2 separate regions of the Mus musculus genome follow, and region 1 is linked to region 2. The links are chromatin contacts, called in public promoter capture Hi-C maps. All regions are on one chromosome and are shown on one strand. Each heading gives the region's core, a stretch centred on a gene start, on an enhancer-like site or on the middle of the called end of the contact. The rest is flanking DNA. Distances are from core to core; before and after follow the strand shown. Region 1 holds the start of 9430024E24Rik (a long non-coding RNA gene). Region 2 holds the start of Garnl3 (GTPase activating RANGAP domain-like 3).

Region 1 (6,212 bases), core at 2,689-5,188, 590 kb after region 2:
ATGGCTGGGGACCCTAGCAAGCTGTAAATAACCAGGACTGTGGCTCTGGACACCACTGGCTGGCCAGCATGCAGGCTCCACCACAGCCCAGCTGGCAAATTCGGCTGCGCCTAGGAACAGGTGGCCTGCAGGAAGCTGAGGACAAGCAGCCTGCAGGCAGGTCCTGCAGCCTCCACAGATCTGCATGATTCCTGCCTGTGCTTTGTCCGAGGACATGGCTGGACTCCACGCTCACACCTCTGCACTAAACAGTTACGACCTAGGACTTCAAGTCTGCTGGCCTTGTCAGGGCAGCACAGTCCCATACTCAGGTGCTCGTCACTAAACAGGGCTCACGCTGTTCTCGGATGGCTCTCGGTTCCATTTGCATTGATCACAGGGATATGTCTCATTTCCTGTGTGACAAATAAGGCCATCTGGGAACTGACTAGTGGCACTGGCAGAAAGACATCTGTTTGCACAGTGATCTGGGGGACCCTGAGCTGGAGCTGTCCTGACAGTTTTGAGGTTGAGGCAGGAAAGCTATAGCTAGGATGTGGGATCACAGAGCATGGACCGAACACGGAGCCTTGATCTAGCTGAGAGTTAGTGGTGTTTCTAGGCAGCACACTATTCTGCAGATGATGGAGAAAGCACTCGTCTCAGTTCTGCTGAGGAGGGCATCAAAGAGTAGCGCTGTCTCCACGGCCGGTCACTGAAGATGGACGACCAAAGGAGAGGGTGGTGGGGAGTGAATGGCATGTCAGCACCTTTGCTAGTAAACAGCGGTGGAATGTTATGCACATATGAGTCTCTTTCTAGCACATCCATTGAATGGGATGGCTTGCAGACTTAGCAGAGAGATGGAGATGCCACCCTACCATATATTATTAAATGCAAATGTAAGTTGCAGGGCTGTTCACTAGCTGTGTTCTGTGTGTACTCCAGAGGACGTGCACCTATCTGCTGATCTCTACTTTCAGGAGGTGGGGGTCATGAGAAATTGTCCAAAGCTTACCTGCAGGACAAGAAGAGGAGGCCGAGGGCAGGCTAGCAATGGTGCTGACTCCTAGCCTTTGAGCCGTCTCAATGCCGCATGCTGTGTGTGTGTGTGTGGCAGATGGCAAATAGGTCAACATTTAAAGCAAAGATTAAAATGTCACAAAGCTCTCCGTTCTAGGTAGCGAGGGTTTAGCAGGCTCTGTTAAACAAGGCAGACCATTTGGGGCCTTCATCACTCGGCCTCAGTTTCTTCATCCGTCAAGTGGAATGGCCCCATAACAATAGTATTTACATCTTTGAGACACAAACATAGCCTGGAGGAGTCAGTAAAAGCTGTGTGTTTTATAAACAACACGCAAATCAATCTTGGCATAGTAATCCTTGTATTGACTAGTGCGTCACTTTGGTCATACTGGAAGAGACCTTAAAAATAGCTGCGTGTGTTCCAAGCTGGAAACGGAGATGGCAGAGGGTGATGCTGTCCATCTCGGGGACTGGTTTGCTGTGTGGTCCACGCTGGGTTTGCTGGGTGGATCTGACACTTTATTTCTGAACTGGTAAATGGTCTTCCATGTCTCTGTATACACAGGCAGGTGACCTAACGGAATTAAGCTTATTGGTTTAATTCCTTTGGGTCCCCTTGGCAAGGGAAGAGCAGCTGGGTGAATATTTTAATTAAGCACTGACACCCAGAAGTCAAAGTGTCGGGTGGTTCCATCAGCAACTGCTCAGGGTTTGGGGTTTTAATCAAGTGTGCCTTCGGAATTCAAAATTCTTCCTGGGTAGAAATATGTCATTAGGCGTCCAAGATTTCCACTGGAGAGAGAGAGAGAGAAAAACAAAACAAAACAAAACACAACTTGACTGTATTTTCTCTAGAGAACGACACTATGATTCGATTAGCCTTTTTCCTTGACATTTTGCCCACTTTATTAACTTCTGCTCTGCTTTTAGGCAGGCAACTACTGTTTCACTTCCCTGAAGAAGCACATAATATTATAATTCAAGTGTCAGGACAGATTAGGTTAAACGAACTGTGTAATTCCCGAAGGAAAACAAACTTCAAAACGGACGCGGTTAGCCTTGTAACACACCACGGATTGCATTAGCGTCCAGCCGGCGAGCCCGTCACCTAATGTGCTAAAGTTGGCTCTGATGTCCCCTTCTCTCTGCAAGGTGAGAAATTACTTAGCTAACAAAATATTCCGTTTCCCCCCCAACCCCTCTTTGCATTCTTTCTTTATGAGATCCCGAATTGTGACATTCGCACCGAAAAAAAAAATCTCTGCGCTTATTTGTGAAAAATGTATATTAAAACCAAAACCCATCACATGGAGAGAGGTCCCAGATGGTTTTATTCACAAGCAGTAGAATTAATGGCCTCTCTTCTCTTTATAAATATTAGAAGCAGATGAGTTCATTAGGATTGTGCCGTAATAAAGAAAACCTGCTTATTCTGACAAGACAGCCACTTATCTAATCTATCTACCGAGTAACAAAGCTACTTCCGGCCTGTAAAACCCAGCGGACTCATCGGCGTTACCTGCGCTGTTTCGAGATTAATGAAAAACACGCCAGTTCCACATTCTGCAAAAGAAAGGTTTCGGGTGGCAGTGGTGGAGCAGAGATGGAATTCAAGGGATTTCTTTCTTTCTTTCCTTTTTTTTTTTTTTTTTTTTTTTTTTTAAATGTGAGTGATTTTGAAAAGCGAGGGTTTTGAAATGTTTACTTTGTGGTGGTTTGAAATTTTTACATCTTTCAACAAAGAGGCCAGAGAAGTGAAAACACGTGAAAAGAGTTTCTGAAAAGCACGATTCAGCAGAAGTTGGGTGAAGCCGCCGAGGGTCCTTTATCTGGGGCAATCTGTGCGCGTCACGGGGTAGGGGAGGCCCAGAGCTCAGCCCCACTGGCCCACCCGAGCCTGCTGGAGGCCCTGGGCTCCCGCTTCAAAGCGCAGTTGGAGAAGCGTCTTGGGAGGGAATCGGACACCTCGCTCTGGGGACCTTTATGCCCAAGCACTGTCGCCTGATGTGGTCATCTCGTTAGTCATGGGAAGCCCAGGGAATTTCTGTTTGTGCCTCTTTCCACACTTATTAAGCAAGAAGTGGGAGGCCGACATGAGAAACCAAAAGATGTTTGTGGTCCCCTGGGCTGCATCTCTTGGGACCACAGCTTATCCATCACTGCAGAGGCATTGCGGAGAAATGGAAAGAGTCAACCGTGCCCAGAGGGGGAGAAAGTGAGCACTCAGGGGCTCCCTGTCTGCTGTATCTTGGCTGGGCTCCCGTGGAAGGGCGTGGGCTCCGAGTCTGAGAAGGGAATGCCTTTGGGGGAGCCAAGCCGCAGCTTAGGAAGATCGGCATGTCACCAGGTTCGGTTGTCTCATTATGTAGCTCAGACCTTTCCCCCCACTTTCCCTAGCAAGGGACCAGCAAGAAGCTGTCATACAGAACTCAGGCACCTGTACAGACCTGTCTCTGTTGTGGGAGAAGACCAAGATGGAACTACCCTCCTCCTCTCCTCTTCTCATCTCCCCCCCCAGCCCCCCAATGCTAGGGTTGGAATCTAGTATTTCATACTTCCTAAGCAAGTGCAGAACTCTAGGTTCTAAGCAGTTCCTTTAGTCCACCAAGTCCCAGTACCTCCGCATCATGTCAGAACCCGCTCTCGCTGGCTGTCCTGTGTCCTGTTCTCTTCCTCTCGGGGCTGCAACACTCCCAGAGGCCCAGGTGGAATTCTGAATTGCGAGATCATCAGACTGGCCCCTCGTGCCCCAATCCCACATGTAATCAAACTTCTGGGCAGATTTTTTGAGGGAAGCAACAAGTTTGAGCCAAGACCCCATGATTGAAATTCTCCAATAAATCCCTCCCAGCTGAGCCCTGAGGGTCTGTAGCTAGCTTCAGCAAGGAGGGATGGTGTGAAGGGTTTCTTTTTTCTTTCTTTTTTTTTTTTTTTGCAAACTTCAAACAGGACCTGGGGTTGTGGGGGAGGAGGAGGGCTATGCTGAGAGAGGAGGCCACAGACCAAGGGCTCAGAGTTAATTAAAGAGCCTGCATGCTTACACCTATAAACTCAGCCTTCTCTGTACATTAAAGCCCTCTGCTTTCTTTCTTGTAGGGCCACCTCTCGTGGTGAGTCTGGAAGTAGAACTAGACTCAAGCCATACTGTTTGATTTTTGTTTTTGTTTTTTTTTTTTTTTTTGCAGCCCCTGGAAGGTTCTAGCCAGAGCACTTTGCCCTTCTACCAGGAGCTAAGACTGTGTTCAATTGCTTTATTAAACATTGAGAATCTACAATTTCCCAAAGTAGGCCTGGGCACATCCCTCGGGGTGTGTGGGCCACCACCTCGCCCATTTGTCAGGCAAGGAAAGTGAGGTTCAGAGAGGCAAAGTGACCAACTGAAGAGCATATTGTGATCAGGAAGAAGTCAGGACTAGACCGCATAATCTTCTGTCAATGGCTAGGGCAGGGACCAACAAGGGACATGCTGCCCTCACCCCAGCCCTGCCCCCTTGCACTGCCGGTGACATTCAATCAGGTGCTGGTGATGCCTGGGCCAGCAGGCCGGGCAGGGCCTCCTCAGCCTCCCAACGACAAATGGTTCTCGTTTGAAAGGGAGGTTATAAAAACACGTGCCCAGAGACACTGTCAGGGAAGGGGGATTAATCTCACTCCAGTCAAAGACCATATTCCAAATATTTTTCTGGGGGTGGGAGGGAGTGGGGGCAGGGATCAGCCCTATCTGGGAAGGCAGTCAGGTTCCTGGGGTGCCCCACAGGCTGGGCTCCAGGAGGCAAGTGATGATGCAGAACAGTCAGGCCAGGGTTCCATGTATGGACCCGGCGAGGCTGGGTCCAATCAAGACCACTGCTTGGAGGCATGGTGCCTCCAGGCTAGCTTTGCAGGCGCTCGCCAGGCTGGCTTGGATATTCACACTGTGTCCGGGGTCTTGGCTGTGTTTCAGAGCCCTGTGAGTTGCTGAAGGAAAGGATTAGAAGCCTGGGACATTTTTATTTTCTGGATGGTGTCAAAGGCTGAGTGTTTTCTCCTGGCCTCTGGAGCAGAGAGGACCCCAAAGACCAGCCAGGGGGGTGGTCTTGCCTCTATGCCTTTTACCTGGACAGGAGTCAAGTCACCCAGAAGCGCTAGCTTTTCGGCTCTCAGACTTGGGGATCCAGGTCCTTATGTGACTCTGGGATTCCAGGCATAGTCTCTTAGGGGTACAGGCCTGAGGTTTCCAACGGTCCTATTTATTGAGGGCATAAAGGTCTAAAGTGGTGTGCTATTTGTTTATCCATACCCTGGAAATAAAAAACCTTGGAAGGACTTTTACTGAGCCCATTTTCCAACAGGGTAAATTGAGACTTGGGGATGTACAGGTAGAAACCAAAAAGCAGAGACATGTCTGCTTAACCTTCTAAACATCTTTTCAAAGCAAGGACAGTTAACTACTCATTTCACTGATGCAGAAGCTGAGGATCAAGAATCTAACTTATCCAAGCCCTGCCCTGCTGGCAAGGGGTGGGACTCTCGGGCAGTGAGGACGGGGACTCCACAGTGGGCTGGCATCTTTCCAAACGCACGTCAGCAGCATGCAGACAGCAGATTTGTCTTCCATCTGTTAAAGAAGCCCCATGTTGCTCGGCTTTCTGCGTGAGAAGTCCTGAGAGCCCTAGATTCATGGTAGCGCAAGTGAGGTCAGAAGCATCCCCGTGGGGTCTCATGAGGGCTGGCACCAGGCCATGTGTGCTTAGCCCAGAGATCTAGTGTGTTCCGACTGGGAGCAATGGGCCCTCACCCAGGCTATCCAGTGCTAGAATAGTCCTCATTTTATAGGAAAGGATCAGAAACCCACCCCACAGCTACTTGAGGGACTGGGTTGGTTCCTATACAGCCATGAAGTGCCTCTTCTCTGGGGATCTAAAAGGGACTCCTGGTACTAGAGGGACCCACCCTGGAGCCTCCTTTAGGCAGTAGAGTCCTGTGCTGGGGTCCTGCAGTTTTGAGTAAGTCTATCTGATTTCAGTTTAGCTTGAAAATAGATTTCAAACAGGAGCTGGGATTGTCTAGCAAGATGGGCTGGTGAACAGAGTGTACCTGTGTGCATAGGTGTACGTGGGGGAGTCATGGACCTTATCTCTCCAGACCCCCCTCCTACCCACAGTGGAGGAGTCAGGGATTTACCTCAGGTCAGTCAGTGTCTTCTTCTGGACAGCCCATTCCAGCAC
Region 2 (5,703 bases), core at 2,454-4,953:
CTTGATTGACAAAGGCAGAAACTTGAGCCCAGGTCCTTGTGCATTGCCACCATCTGATCTGCCTGTCTATAAAGTCACAGTGAACACATTCAGGGCAAGTTGTTTAACAGCACGGGTGTCTTCCCTGATGCCTCCAAGTACAGAGAGCTAGTCTTTTTCATTACCACCAGCCTGATGCCCAGTCCCTAGGCCATTTCTTGCTCCTTCACTTCCTTTTCTTAGCTTGCTGTGTTTGCACACCAGCTATCAGAACTCACACAGGATATTTAGCAAAGAGAACCGTGAAACTGTTAATGCTGCAGAAGTACACACTCATGTAGACACACACATATACACACAAAGATAAAATGAGTAGGTAAATATGGCTAACACTCATTCTCAAAGGGACTAACCATGAGGCAAGGGTGTTTAAACTTGATACAGTTGGCCAGGAGAAGTAACTGAGGCATACAGAGGTGGCAAGGCTTCCCCTCCTAGTTATGTTCCAAAAGCAGCCGAGAAGCTCTCAGACAGCTGCAGGCCTCTGGATCAATGGGCTTGGTCTAAGGAGCCATGCACCCATTCGGTCAAGATGTAGATAAGAGGGTCTGACACTGAGCCAGAATCATGAGGTCATTTGGATTACTGAATTAAGGAAGCTGTTTTTAGAACAACAAAGATAATGGAGAACTACTTTATATGCTAACTGTAAATTTTCATTAAACATGGAGAAATTGTAGATGACTATCTATTTAAGTAAAGAGATTCTTTTACATGAGTATAAACAAGAGGAAGAAATCAGTGGCTCTAAAGTTTAAGACAATAGTCACCACACACACAAATGCGCGCACACACACAAACACACACTCACTGGAAAACCACCACACAGAATGTGAAAAGGCAAATAATTAACTGGAAAAAAAAATCTGCTATATATTTACCGCAAAATTCCCCTTAATAAATAAAAAAAAGTTTTAATTCTACTAGGAAAGGATAAATATTCCAAAGGAAAATGATGATCATATATACAAATACCTTAAAATAAGTAAAAAAATATGATTTATGAGAAAAGCATCATTACTAAATAAAGAAATTCAAATGACAAGGTATCACTTTGGCAAATATAATAATAATGCCTAGGAGAGCACTCTGGAATCCTGCTGCAGAAGACTTTAAGAGGCTCTTTTGTCCTGACCCATAATTCCCATCACTTTCATGATCTTATCTTATGGGCCAGTGATGTCTTCACACACAAGTGACTATACATAAATGAACTGCATCTCTAGGAAGAGTGAAAGTAGTAAAAGATAGGCTAAAAATAGTTAGACATCCATATAGTAGGAGATCACACAGCAACTGAAAAAAAATTTTTAAGGAATATGTAAGGATTGCTTCCAGGGTTTATGATGTGCTGAGTGAAAAGTCAATTAAAATGATAAATATTCATGGAGAAAAGGCCAATTATATCTATAGTGGGATTATGAATCAATAAACTATCCACTGGGTGTGGTGGTCTTTAATCCCAGCACTTAAGGGGCAGAGGCAGGCAGGTCTCTGTGAGTTCCAGGACAGCCTGATTTACATAGTGAATTTCAGGCCAACCAGGGCTATATGAGACTATATATCATCAATACTACCATCAAAATAATTTAATTATCCTGTTTATGTTCTTCTTGCATTTTCAAATTTCATTCAATAAATTATTTTTAGAAGAAAAAAAGAAAAAAAAAAGCTAATCCTAATTATCTCACAAGCCACTAGATAATGTCATGGTGTATCAGAGAACAAAAACACCTGGAGGCTTGTAAGTCATTTCAGTTCTTGAAGAATATGGTCATGAAGACAAAGGGGAAGGAAGTCTAATTTTTATGCCAGCACTGTCCACTATGGTACGCATTTCTCAGTCCTCCTAAGGCTCTTATCAGAATTGCTGGAGCAGATGTGTCAAGGACTGAGCCTGAGAAAGCTAATTAATGCTGGCTGAGGGGGTAGTGCTGGGATCAATGTGGTTACTTGCATTGAAGGCTAAGCACAACTCAACACTCAGGTGTCTTGGCGAGGTGTTCCACAGCCACAGGTGTCTGTGGCTCCCGGACTGCATGGGCTGCATTACAGAACCATTCCTTCATGTCCGGAAGTTCTGTAGCAGCACTGTCCTAAGCAGGCTGCCTCAGACCTGAGAGATTCTCTTTGCTCCAGTCTCTTGGTATACCTCTTCCTATTCTTCATGCTCAAGCCATAGAGATTGTTAGCTGCCTGGGTCTCCTATGGAAGGGAAATGTTCCACTCAGGTCACCACACAAATATTTAGAACCTTCTTGGCAGATGCCCAGGTGCTGATCACACAAAGCTAAGCCTAGAGTTCAAGAAAGACTTTCAAAAAGAATTGATGAGCAGTTCTACAGCCTGAGGGAGGAGTGCCCAAGCCCTTCAGGCTCTGTGATGGGCCAGGCTTGAGGCAGCTGTGGTGATGGGGAAGAGGCTAGGGCAGCGGCTAGAGCAGCCTTGATATCTGTCCTTACCACACAGCATCAGAACTGCTGGAGCAGTGTGTCAAGGACTGAGTCTGAGAAAGGCCAATTAAGGGCATCACACCTTCCTTTAAGGATCTTGGCTGGTTTGCTTTGTGCCTTAGCAAATGAACTCTCTTTTCCACCTCAGTGGAGGTTAGAGTCCTACATCTTTTTTCTCTTCCTCGTCCCTACCCATGCTATGGCAATTAAAAACTCAGGGGTGCAGGCAGCAGTAGGCTAGGAGGAAGGGGGTTGGCTTCAGGATACCCTCCCTAAGGCCATTATTACAGAATACTGATGAAAATCTGGCCCAGATGGTGGTGCTGGAGTCATTCTGAAAGGAATGAGTCCACCTGGAAGCAGGACCCATTTCAAGTTACAAGGAATTCCTTGGAGGTGGGAGTAAGCCGGGGATAGGCATGGGCAAGAGCCGCAAAGGGAAGGGCGTGTCCGGCAGCAGCCAAGCTTCACCTACGGCCAGGCTGGTTCCTCAGGAGGGCGCCAGTTAAGGAAGGTAAGTCCGGGAGGGGCACGGACAACCTGGGAAAGAGAAAGGACCTAGGAACTATGCAGGGTGCCCCCCACCCCAACCACAGATGGGCGGGGCCATAGGCAGCAGGTGGCCAGGCACTTGGGGTGCGAGGATGGATTATAGAAAGCAAGAGAAGCCTAAAGGGTGTCCTTTTGGGGGCTTAGGGGTTCCGACCTTGTCCTTGAGCATTTAGAAGCAGGCAGGTCGCGTTCTCCACAGCCCAAGACCTCCCTGAGCCGTAGTGTGCAGGGCCTGTCACAGGGCCGAGGCTTCGGACGTCCACATCATCTGCCGGCCGGACACAGGTCTCTAGCCCTCCCGCTGGGCACTCCCTCAGCGTGGCCCGGCCGCTCTACTGGGCTCTGCGCCGACTCCCTCCCACGCCGCGGCCTCGCCACACTCTGTCCCCTCACACCGCCAACCCCCACGTGGCCTACTCCCCTCTCCCACCCCTAGAGGCTGCACCCCTCCGGGGCAACGGTACCTGGGACTCTCAAAGCTGCACCCCCTGCGCCGCAGCGCCGCCCTCTTCTGCCGCAGGAGCGCAGCGGCAGCCCCGCCGGGTTCCTGCTCCATCGCCCCGGGCGGGGGCCGACGGCTCGGGCACACTCGGGTGGGCTCGGGCCTCGGCGGTGTTCGGCCGGACGCTCAGCTAGCGCGCCGCAGCCCACGCCCCGCCCCGCACCCCTCACCGGACCCAAGCCCCGCCTCTGTCCCGCCCCAAACTCCAGCCCAGCCTGGGACCTCAGGCCCCGCCCCGAACTCCAGCCTAACCACGCCCTCAGACTATTCGCGGGGTCCAAGCCCCGCCCCTACTCTAATCAGGTCCCTTGAACACGCCTGAGGCTTTAGGCCCCGCCCCTACTCTAACGGCCTAACCACGCCTCTGGCTTTAGGCCTCACCTCTGCCCCGCCCCCATTCTAGCAGGTACGCCTCTTCCGAACCTCTGGCTTTAAGCCCTGCCCCTAGCCTAGCGAAGTTTGCCTCATCTCTCCGGAGCTAGTCTCCGGAACCTCCCTGATCTCCTACCGAATCCACTCCCTTTGGTCCTTTTTGAGGCCTTGGCCCTCCCCCTGCCTCGCCCCTAATCTAGAAGATCCTCCCTCACCACTCAGCTGGGTTTAGGCCCCGCCCCCTCACCGCCCCAACCCAGTCTATTTGAATTAGGTTCAGGTCCCGCCCCTGTCCGCCTTTGCCCCGCCCCAATCACGCAGATCTCCTCTCAGCTCTGCTCAGGCTCCACCCGTGCCCCGCCCCAAGTACCAAGCCTTACCTATCAGTGGGCTCAGGCCCCACCCCAAACCCTTATCCAGTCAGTCCCTTTGCCCTTCAGCTTTGCCAAGGGCCCGCCCCATCTCTTAGCCAAACCCACCTCACTCCCTAGTCTGGGCACAGGCCACGCCCCGAGCTAACGATCTCCGTTTCTCCGGCCCTTCTCAGACCAGTGCAGGCCCCACCCTGCCTCTACACCAGCTCCAGCCACGCCCCTCCTGAACTGGCCTCACCAAGATCTTCTACCCGCGCTCCCTCCGTTCTTCTGTGTAGCGCACGCAGGCTCCCAATGCCCACTGGATCCTCAACTTCGTCGGGTCCACGGCCCATCACTCCCGCTCCTTACCATTCCCACAGATCTAGGCCCTTCCCACCTACCCCTCCAGCACAGAGCGCTCTATCGGCCCGCCGCTCCACAGCTCCGATTGCTGGATTCTCTGCTGACCCTCCTCACCTCAGCACCTCTTGGTCCTTTCTATCGTAGCACCGCCTTCTTTTGGGGGCCGCCTTTCTCCACATCCCGCCCACAGGCATGGCCCCCAACCCCGGAGCTCCGCCTCTTTTCTCTTGAAGCTGAGGTCTGTACTTAGAGCAATTTTGTTCTCTCGTCCCTTGGCTATTCCACCCCAAGAGCCCTCTAGCTTCCCCGCCTACAAGTCCCGCCTATCTAGCCCCGCCCATGTCGCCTCTTTCTCACTTCAGGAGTGCCTGGATGGTGCGGGTCTTCCTGCCTGAACTGGGGTCCACCATGAGGTTTGCGCTACCTCAGGATCTAACCAGTCAGCAAAAGGAGGTACTACTGTCTCCTGGTGGCTGTTTGTGGTCTGACACAGTGAGGCTGAGGGGAGCTTTGGTTGTCTACCAGTTGTGGGTTCAGGTTTTCATTCATAACCTTCCAATTTTGTGACAGCTCTAACCTCCACCCCTCATTTCCTCCCCGAGTCGGATGCATCATCTGAGTTCTGTAACATTGCACTGTAGTTGGGTGTGGAAATTCATCTGAGTTTAAGTAAGGATGGCTTTGCCATCTATTTCTAGTTCAGTTTCTGTTGCTGTGATCAAAAGCACCTTAGGGAAGAAAGCCTTTATTTGTCTTACAGGCTACAGCCCATCATCTGGGAAGTCAGAGCAGGAGCTCAATGTCCCAAGCAGAAACTGAGGTCTGTACTTGGAGCAATTCTGCGTCTCTTGTCCCTTGGCTATTCAGCCCCAAGAGCCCTTTAGCTTCCCCTGCCCTACACAAGCCCCGCCCACGTTGCCTCTTCCTCACTTCAGGGGTGCCTGGATGATGCGGGTCTTCCTGGCTGAAGCGGAGTCCACAACGAGGTACAACAGTTTGGAGCTGGAAGGGTGAGGAACTCAAGAACTGAATCAGCACTTAACAGATTTTCCTCTGGCTTGCTCAC

What was found. Promoter capture Hi-C pulls out the DNA fragments that hold promoters and counts their contacts.
Region 1: a promoter capture Hi-C map of hippocampal neurons shows a contact between it and region 2, with 4 times the contacts expected there. The contact joins the promoter of 9430024E24Rik here to the promoter of Garnl3 in region 2. A contact is called at or near these places in 4 of 39 promoter capture datasets (the 3T3-L1 cell line, 3T3-L1-derived adipocytes, hippocampal neurons and 1 more) and 1 of 115 datasets of contacts at active chromatin or transcription factors (stem cell-derived neural progenitor cells).

What each region holds. Positions count from the first base shown.
Region 1 is chr2:33,715,012-33,721,223 of GRCm38.p6, forward strand. 9430024E24Rik (a long non-coding RNA gene) reads right to left here and starts at 3,939. Exons shown (of 2, transcript XR_374262.3): 1 at 3,624-3,939; 2 at 1-1,797.
Region 2 is chr2:33,126,916-33,132,618 of GRCm38.p6, forward strand. It overlaps Garnl3 (GTPase activating RANGAP domain-like 3), which reads right to left and starts at 3,704. Exons shown (of 30, transcript NM_001355200.1): 1 at 3,509-3,704. The coding sequence starts at 3,600.